2 separate regions of the Sus scrofa genome follow, and region 2 is linked to region 1. The links are chromatin contacts, called in public HiChIP or PLAC-seq maps. All regions are on one chromosome and are shown on one strand. The core of a region is the stretch at or near the end of the contact, and the rest is flanking DNA. Distances in the headings are between cores, read along the strand shown.

What was found. HiChIP or PLAC-seq counts read pairs in DNA pulled down with a chosen protein or histone mark.
Region 2: an H3K27ac HiChIP or PLAC-seq map of skeletal muscle shows a contact between it and region 1. The contact joins the promoter of RBM24 here to the enhancer-like site in region 1. A contact is called at or near these places in 7 of 47 Hi-C or Micro-C datasets (epiblast stem cells, fetal heart ventricle, fetal skeletal muscle and 3 more) and 1 of 2 datasets of contacts at active chromatin or transcription factors (skeletal muscle).

Annotation. Positions count from the first base shown.
Region 1 is chr7:13,060,714-13,065,178 of Sscrofa11.1, forward strand. No RefSeq gene overlaps it. Among named protein-coding and RNA genes, the nearest start is that of STMND1, 50 kb to the left of the region's middle. Within about 2 kb of position 2,663, at least 6 of the 83 cell types and tissues checked have an H3K27ac peak or open chromatin away from gene starts, as enhancers often do. A contact at or near this core is called in fetal skeletal muscle and skeletal muscle, where this site is marked.
Region 2 is chr7:13,124,605-13,129,069 of Sscrofa11.1, forward strand. It overlaps RBM24 (RNA-binding protein 24), which reads left to right and starts at 1,914. Exons shown (of 4, transcript XM_001925447.6): 1 at 1,914-2,889; 2 at 3,999-4,122. The coding sequence starts at 2,722. LOC110261788 (a long non-coding RNA gene) reads right to left here and starts at 1,944. Exons shown (of 3, transcript XR_002346330.1): 1 at 1-1,944.

The DNA.
Region 1 (4,465 bases), core at 1,413-3,912:
GCTTTGCTTTCTCACACGTAACTGTTTGATAATACTCCGAAGCACCAAAAATATCTATGTAAATTCTAAAAATCTCACATGGATTTGCAAGATGATCCATTTTCGTTTTGTAGCCATTCCCCTTCTTGTCCGTCCTCTGTCCTACTTGGTTATTTTTGTCATTGCTCAAGCTGGAGACTCTGATCTGCTGGGGATGCACCCTGCTCCCAGACTGCTTTTTGAGGTGGTCTGCAGGCCCCTTTGAGAAAGTCCAGCGATCTCAGTCTGAAGGGGAGGGGCCTCGGGAAAATTCACCTAAAAGATGAATGGAATGGGCTTCTTGTTTCTCCTCTTTTTAGCACAAAAAGAGAACTTCCATTGGATTTGATTAGCTCTCCTTTCATTGATATCTAGCTCTTGTAAGAAGGGTGCAAGATAGTTTTAAAATGAGTCTGTGCCCATAATAAGCTCTGATGAAAAGAACCAACAGCTATTTCCAAGGCCAGTTTAGATCAAAGACCCAAAAACCCAAGTTGTACCATCATGGGCCAATCAATAGAGGCAGCACATGGATGGGGTGTCAGAATAGCAGCTTTCCTGGAGAAGAATTTTTTGGAATTGAAAGTGTTCCAGGTGATGTTTTAAAAAACCCAGTTGAGGAGTTCCATCGTGGCTCAGTGGTTAACCAACCTGACTAGCATCCATGAGGACTCGGGTTTGATCCCTGGTCTCACTCAATGGGTTAAGGATCTGGCATTGCTGTGAGCTGTGGTGTAGGTGGCTTGGATCCCTCATTGCTGTGGCTCTGGCTTAGGCCGGCAGCTACAGCTCCGATTGCCCCCTAGCCTAGGAACCTCCAAATGCCGTGGGTGCGCCCCTAAAAAGACCAAAAAAAAATTGAAATCATGATTTGCAAACAGCATTATGTCATGATTTATTTAGCATTAGAGCATAATGATTTTTATATGTAACATTTTCATTTCTGTTTCTGACAACCACATAATGTTCCACTTACTGGGTATATAATTTTATCTTTTTTTTTTTTTTTTTTTTGCTTTTTGCTTTTTTGGGCTGCACCTGTGGCATATGGAAGTTCCCAGGCTAGGCGTCGAATTGAATCTATAGCCATTGACCTACACCATAGCCACAGCAAGGCCAGGTCTGAGCTGTGTCCGCAACCTACACCTCAGCTCACCGAAAAACCAGCTCCTTAACCCACTGAGTGAGGCCAGGGATCAAACCTGCATCCTCATGGATCCTAGTCAGGTTTGTTAACTGCTGGGCCATGAAGGGAACTCCTAACTTTATCTTTCATTAGCCTTTCTTTTGTTGTGTAATACTTTGACTATACCTGATATTGCACTGTTAGGAATATCCATGATGAATATATTTGTCTGTGCAGCTTTTCCAATATTGTGAACCATTTCCATAGATTCTCAGAGGAATTATGTGGTCAGATGGTAAACATTTTTATCAGCCTTGCTCCATGCCGCTCAGTTGATTTACCAAACGGATTTAATCAATTGAATATCAAGTTCCTTCTCTCCCTGTTAAGTATCATTAAGATAATCATTATTGGAATAGGGAGGAAATATTCATTTGAACTCATTATTACTACTGAACTTCTACTACTACTACATTTTCCATATATTAATTAGTTCCCTTTTTGTGAATTGTTTGTGCTTTTTCATGATAGTGTGCAAACCAAAGTCAGGCTTATTTCTAGAACTTTCTAATGTCCTCAAACTCTTCCTTTCATCTCAACTACCTGTGACTAGCAGGCCAGAAAATGTCCATAATGCACTATTCCCACCCTAGGTAACTCGATGGGTAACACTAGGTAACCAGTTCACTGCCATGAGGTTCCAGGCAAATCCCCACCTGCCTTTGTTACCTCCTTCCTTCTTGCTGCCCTCTGCTGCCTCAGAGAAGCGAAGCTGCCATTTCTGCACCTGGGAGAATTTGTTCCTGAAATCAGTGGTTCCCAGCACTAATGGCACATGAGAACCATCTGGGGAGCTTTTAAAATTCACAACACCCAGCACATTCTCAACACCAATTAAATCAGAGTCTCTAGGGGGGCACCTGGCATCAGTGTTTTTGAAAGTCCCCCTGAGGATTCCGAAATACAGCCAGGGTTGAGAACCACTGCTTTAAATCCAAAGACCCTGGACACTCAGGCTGCAAAGACCCATAAGCAGTGGCACCTGCCCTCTGGGAGCTCACATCTGGGCCATCGGGGTAGCAAAGCACATTCTAAAAATTGTTTAAGGGAGTGGTATATATATATATGTGTGTGTGTGTGTGTATGTGTATACACATGTATATATGCTCACACATACATACCTATATGTGCCACTTAATTAGTTATAACCTATAATTTGATCAACTAGTGGCATCCTTTCCAAAGAATGGCCTTTAAAGCACAGATTCCGAAGAACCATTTCTTGCCTAAGAAATGGTTGGTTATTGTTCCCTATGCTATATTTACTGAAGCAAAAATATATATGTAGTGATTAGAAAACTTATTTAGAAACTAGAGATTTAAAAGGATTTTCCTATTTCTCAAGAAATTTAAACGCATTCCACTATTGCTTCCTGAGTTTCTGCAGCAATACCCGTCTGTCCACTAGGTGGTGCTCTGAGCAAATTCATAAGCTGTTGGGCTTTGCCACAGTTCATGTCCTTAATATATCCTTTTAGAGAAATTCAATTTTTCTGGGGCAGAAATGGCTACTCATTCATAGTCTGGACATACCACAATCAGAAATGGTGTTTTACCTTTTACTTACAAAGTTAGGCTTGCGTGAACTGTATTTATACTATCAATCCACACACTGTCTTTAGAACTTTTTATATCTACCTTATTATGTTATTGAATTCTAGGGCATCTCCCTCCAATTATCAAGATGGTTATAGGCTTTAAAATGGCTAAACAGGCTTCATCTTACAGACACTCAGCCCATGCTTTTTCTATTAAAGCCAGTAATGAAATATAGCCCACATCATCTATTTATAAAGATCCAAACACACATTAGACCTCAAATAATTGAATTTATTTTTATGGGTTAAGTCATCTGCAATGTTATCTGAGACGGGATTAAATGGAAAGCATTTCTGACTCTTCTCAACAGAAATAGGTCCATCCTTGGCCCTGGGCCTGGGCGGTTGAGCCCTCGGCTAGACTAATAGACAGTGTTCAGCAAAAGGCAAGTCAGGATGGAGTGGCTGCTCACCGGGCTTGTGCAATTCTCAGGAAGCTTGATCCGAGTTTCCAGAGGCAGCTGGTCACTGCCTTCCCTGCAGCTGCCCTGGAAAAGGCAGGTTTCTTGACCATCCAGCAGCCCAAATGCCACAGTGCGTCCTGTGTTCAGCCACCTCTAACTTTAGGACCTGCCATTTTTGTTGATATGGATAGACCATTGGACCGAACTTGGACTCTTCTGTCAGAAAACTAAGCTTGATAATCAAGAGCCAGGAGAGGCTAAAATGGGTTTGCTCCCGTTTTGCACTACGAGAAATGTCACCTCAGGAAAACCGGGTATTAAGGAGCAGGGAAAACGACAGTCATATTTCACTGGCATGGCCCAGAGTTTGGCCGGTCTCTGAGCCTGCCTCAGCGAACATGATGCACTTGACATTCACAGCCGACCCTTGGATGAGGATGTTGTGTGGCCATGCCCGAGTGTTGCCATGGCACTCTTTCTGATTGCCCGTTGATTCTCTTTCCCGTCACTCCCAGAGCCCAGGTCAGCCTCTCGCCTGGGAGAGCAGAGCCCTTGATCCGCAGTGGGGCTTTTACGCAAACACCGCTTCCTCCTTCTAAGAAACCTTCCCCAGAGAACATTCGGTCCTTGGAAGGAGCACAAAAGTAAACATGGAGGATGAGGGAACACAGAACGGAACACCCACTAAGCCCTAGCTTTTCTCAAAAAGAGCAGTGCTGATGTCTCACCTCGATGGTGGGGGCGGGCGGGGGGTGGGGGGTGGCTGTGCCCTCAGGACAGGCGGATGCTCCACATCCGGTGGGCGATCACCCTGCAAGAGGCCCGCCAACCGGCAATGAGCTGCTGTTTATGTAAAACAACAGAGAGGAAGGACCCCGTGGGTTACATAAGGCTGATGTGGATGCACTGAGGCTTTTCCTCAATGCTCTTGGGTTGGGGGGCGGTCGGGGGAGAAGAGAGACGTGGATGACCCAGAACAAGGAGCGAGGTCAGAGACAGGTTGGGACCAAACCCAGTGGTTGCTACGTCATGCCTGTCACGCGCTGGTACATCAATGACCTCCTTTAACCCCTCCGTACCCCCGGGGGCGGGGGTGGGGGACCATCGTCCCAGCTTTGTAAACGGAAACACGAAACCTTAAAAAGGATGAGTAGGCAGTTGGTGCCAGGCCAGAAGCGGCCAGGTCTCCATCTGAATCCGGCCCCTCTGCCTCCAGGTCTCACCTTCTGTGAGATCAAGCTTTTCAGCTTCGTCTTCCC
Region 2 (4,465 bases), core at 664-3,163, 63 kb after region 1:
TCATACAAAATGAAGGACGTTTCAAACAAAGTTATCAAATTTATTGTTGGAAGGACTGCGGAGGACGGCCACAGTAGCTTCTCTGAGACCATGGCAGGGAAGCATCTTTTTTCCAGAAGCCAGGTTCTACCACCCAGGTATCCCAACCTAGGATCAGAATTTCCTTGTAGATTTCACCACTTTACCTCCTGAACATGGGAGCTGCTGGCTACACTTCCAGACACCCACCTCCCTGATATTATCACAGTCTCTCTGGGGTGGGCTCCCCATCCAGGTAGGAAGAGAAGCGAGACCGCCTAAATCACTGTTCTCAGTAAGTAGCTTCCTCTCACAATAGAGGTTTTGCCTGAGCCTCATCTAAGTACAGTAATTCTTAAGTGACACTGCACGGTGGATGTTGAATATTTAGAAAAACACGCCTCCTCTGTTTCATGGCCTGCTTTGTTTTTCGAATTTTTAAAAATCATCTTTCATGGTACCAGTACAAAGAGTTCCTTTTCAACCTGTATTTTAACTCGGCAATGAGGAGAGGGTGTTGTTTACAATTTCACTTTCTGGCTGTCAAGCCTGTAAAATCTTTTTCTTCAATTGGATTTTTAAAAGATTTTTCAAGAAACTTTTGATTTCTTAGTCCTCCATAACTCCCACTGGGGGTTCACACTTAAAGAAATGGATGACCTCAAAAGGCCAGCCTCATGTAAAGTCAGCAAGATGAAAAACAGAATCCAACATATTGCACAAGAATATTTGCATTCCCATTAGCTTTTGCAAATGCAATATATCACATCCTCTTGGGCTGACTGCAAATGTGCCCTGGAGAGAGGAACAAAAGTATGTGCCTCTCTAATAGGTTAACACTGAACTGCTTTAAACTGAATAAATGTTGCTGCCCAGGGGCAGTTACTGTGTGGACTTCAGTGGACACTTCTGGTGGAAATGACTTAAAAGCAAACTGAGTGCCAACAGTGGAGGGTGAAACATTCTGCTCCCATTAAACATCTTCAGCCAAACCTCAAATATGACCATGAGTTTACAGACTAATGGAATGAACTCTTGATTTAAAAAAAAAAAAAAAAAAAAAAAAAAAACTGATCCGAAAAAATAAATATACATGGTCTTTATTTTCTACAAATGCTTAAAGGTTTGCTGGTAGAAACCAGGGCTTATGTAACAAGTCTATTTCAAAAATTACACTTTTACAACTACATCTTGATAAAAACAGTTGGGGTCAAGTCACTAATCATTCCTGTAATTTAAATAGTAGGAAATAGGTTAATTCTTTGCTTAGGGGGGAAAAGGTGAATTTATGATGTGAAATCTGCATCAATCTTTCCGAATAGTTAGGGAGGACACAAATTTGGTGACTGTGAGATGAAGTGCTAATTTATGGTCCTTTGAAATAGAAGGCTGTGCCTGATAGACAGGTGTCTACGGTAACTTAGCCTGGCTGAGCCCTGAGCAAAGAAAGCTGATGGTTCTCCCCAGTACACCCGAGGACCAGACCATTTTCTCCCTCCTGGCTGTGCCTCTCTGGTTTTGTCCTCACCACCAGCTCATTGGGGTCAAGGAAGGTTGGGGGCCCCCCTTTTCACTCTCCAGACGCGAGGGTATCCAACTCCGGTGTCCTTGGCGGAGCTCGTGGGCGCCTCGCGCCCGGAGGGAATTGGCCTCCCAGCGAACCGCTCCAGGCCTCGGGGCCCCCAGCTCTTCAGTCCAGGTCGTCAGCCGTGTCACCGAGGCCGAGCGCAAAGAGCTCGCGTGGCCGTTTTGGAAAGAGACGTGGCTCCCTATTCGGGCGTAGTCCCCGTGTCCCAGGTCCCGGCTGGGGCCGCGCTGAGTCCCTAGGACTTTGTCCGGTTAGGGCCGGCGACGCCGAGAGCCAGGCCGCCTCCAGCCATCCCCAGCCCTACCCCAGCGCCGGCTGCAGAGCCGGAGTCTGGCCGCCCAGCGCCACGCCGCGCGGCTAGAGAAGCAGCTGTTCCCAACAGCTGGGGGGCGGCGGCGCCGGGCGCCCCAGGTGCGGCCGCGGCCAATCGCAGGAGTCCGGCCCGCCCCCTCCCCAGCCGGGCGCCGACCCCCGGCCCGCGGGGGAAGGGAGCAGAGAGGTGGAGAGCTGTCCTCGCCACTTGTCTTCCAGCTTCCGCGGCGGGAGGGACAGAACCCGAGCCGAAGCCGCGCGGAGTCCCCTACCCCCGGCTCCGCCGCCGCCGCCGCCGCCGCGCCCCCAGCTCAACCACCTCCGTGCCAGGACGCTCTCCCAGCCGACCCTACCCACGCCCCGCGCGAGACACCTACCTAATTTCTAGGAAAGAAAAATCTACCTCTAAACGCACCCCAGTTCTCGGCTTGAGGACCACCCTCCCTTTTCATTTTTGGCCTCCCCGCCGGGTGAGTGAAAACCGTTTGCACATCCTAAGGAACCGCAGCCTAACCCAGACGATCGGGAGAATTTGTACTGTGACCGGCAGGGGGGGCGGGAGGAGAGAGCGAAGTCAAGTCTCCCGGGCTGCTGGCGACCTCGGCAGCTGCGCGCCCCGCGCCCTCGGCCGCCCCCGGCCGCTCGTCCCCGCCGCGCCGCCGTCCTCGCCCCCGGGCTCGCCCTTGGTCCCCGGAGGCCGCGAAAGGGTGCGGGAGACGCGGAGCCGGAGGAGGAGGCGCAGCCGCTGCCCAAGCCGCAGCCGCAGCCGCAGCCGGAGCCCGAGCCGCGGGGCCGGCGCGAAGATGCACACGACCCAGAAGGACACGACGTACACCAAGATCTTCGTCGGGGGGCTGCCCTACCACACCACCGACGCCAGCCTGCGCAAGTACTTCGAGGTCTTCGGCGAGATCGAGGAGGCGGTGGTCATCACCGACCGGCAGACCGGCAAGTCCCGGGGCTATGGATTTGTAAGTTGCGCGGATGCGGGGCCGGGGGGTGGGGGTGGGGGAGTGGAGAGGGCGACAAAAAGCCTGGCGGGGAAATCGAGGACCGCGGAGGCGGGAAAGGGCAGAGTGGCGCTTGGCCCGAGGGGGTCGGAGTTTGGAGTGGGGGGCTCGGAGTGACTGTGCGAGGATCCCCGCGGGCGCGCGCGCTGTTGCCCCTTCGCTCCCGGCTGAACTGAAAGTTTGCGCGCGGCGGAGCTGGGGGAGGGAGGGCCGGCGCCTGCCTTCGGGGGCTCGGAGGGGATGGAGAGCACTGCGAAGTCGAGGGACAGGCGGAGCAGGGGTGGAAGGAGAGAACTGTAACCACCGCTGGGTTTGGGGTTGCGGGGGATTGGGAGCCACAGCCCCTAGGAGTTGCACTCGGGTTGGAGGCCGGTCTGGAAGCGCGCTGTTGCTTTGTCAAGAGGCGTGGGTCCTCCTGGTGCTCCGGCTGGGGCAGAGAGCGGACACCTCAGGAGGTCTGGGCCTCCTCTTCTGCCACCTCCCTCCTCCCTTTTTTTGTAAATTGCAAAGATGCGTTCTTTTAAAAGATCAGCTTCTGGCTCTTTGCCGAAGTGAAAGAGAGCCTAGTAAGCTTCCCGGAGATTTCCGCGTGTAAATTCAGCCACCGAGGAGCGGGGAGCCCCAGCGTAGGACAATAGCTATTGTCGTTGGGGAGTGTTTGCGGGGATGGGAACAACGGGCGGGCGGAGGTGCGGCTAGTCTTTCTTTAAAGCAAACTGTGCCTCTCAGGCCGCGGAGGGACCTGGGGAATGGTCGGGGGCGGGGGTGGGGGGGATGTGGAGGTGTTCTAAGACGGAGTTCAGGCTTCCGAATCTCTGCTAGGCCTTACTAGCACCTTTAGGACTTGGGGGGGGGGGCTCCTCTGTTTTCTCTTTTTGTTTCGGATGGAGGATCAAGTAATAAGTTGCTGCCCCCCACCCCACGCTCCCCCCCCAAAAAAAAAGAGAAAGGAAAAGTTTAAGAACCCCCTCGGTTTTATTAACATGAATGACTTCTCCAGTACGATTCTTGGTTTCTTCGGGGGTTGATTTAGAGCTTTGTGTGTCTGTCTGTGTGTGTATGTTGCTAAGGTCACCATGGCTGACCGCGCTGCTGCCGAAAGAGCCTGCAAGGATCCCAACCCCATCATTGACGGCAGGAAGGCCAATGTGAATCTGGCGTACTTGGGAGCAAAACCAAGGATCATGCAACCAGGTGAGAAACGCGTCCCTCACACTACCCGTCCCCCCTCCCCCACGGGAGGACCCCCCCCCCCGCCCCGCCCTCCGCCCTCTTCTGAACGGAATGAATGCCTGATGGAAAGACAGTGGTTCCCTGAGAATCTGTAGATGGGTTCAGTAAAGTTGAACCGGGGGCTGGTTATTCAAGGCATTATAGATAAGAGTTGTAAGCACTGCTTTCCAGACTTGAAATGCCCCTGTGGGCAAAAAATACATCTTGGGGGTGGGGACAGTCTGTACGCACCCAGACTCGACTGAGCTTAATTCATCTGTTTCCTATACACAATCATAGTCCATTCTCCGTTTTCTGGTTTTTA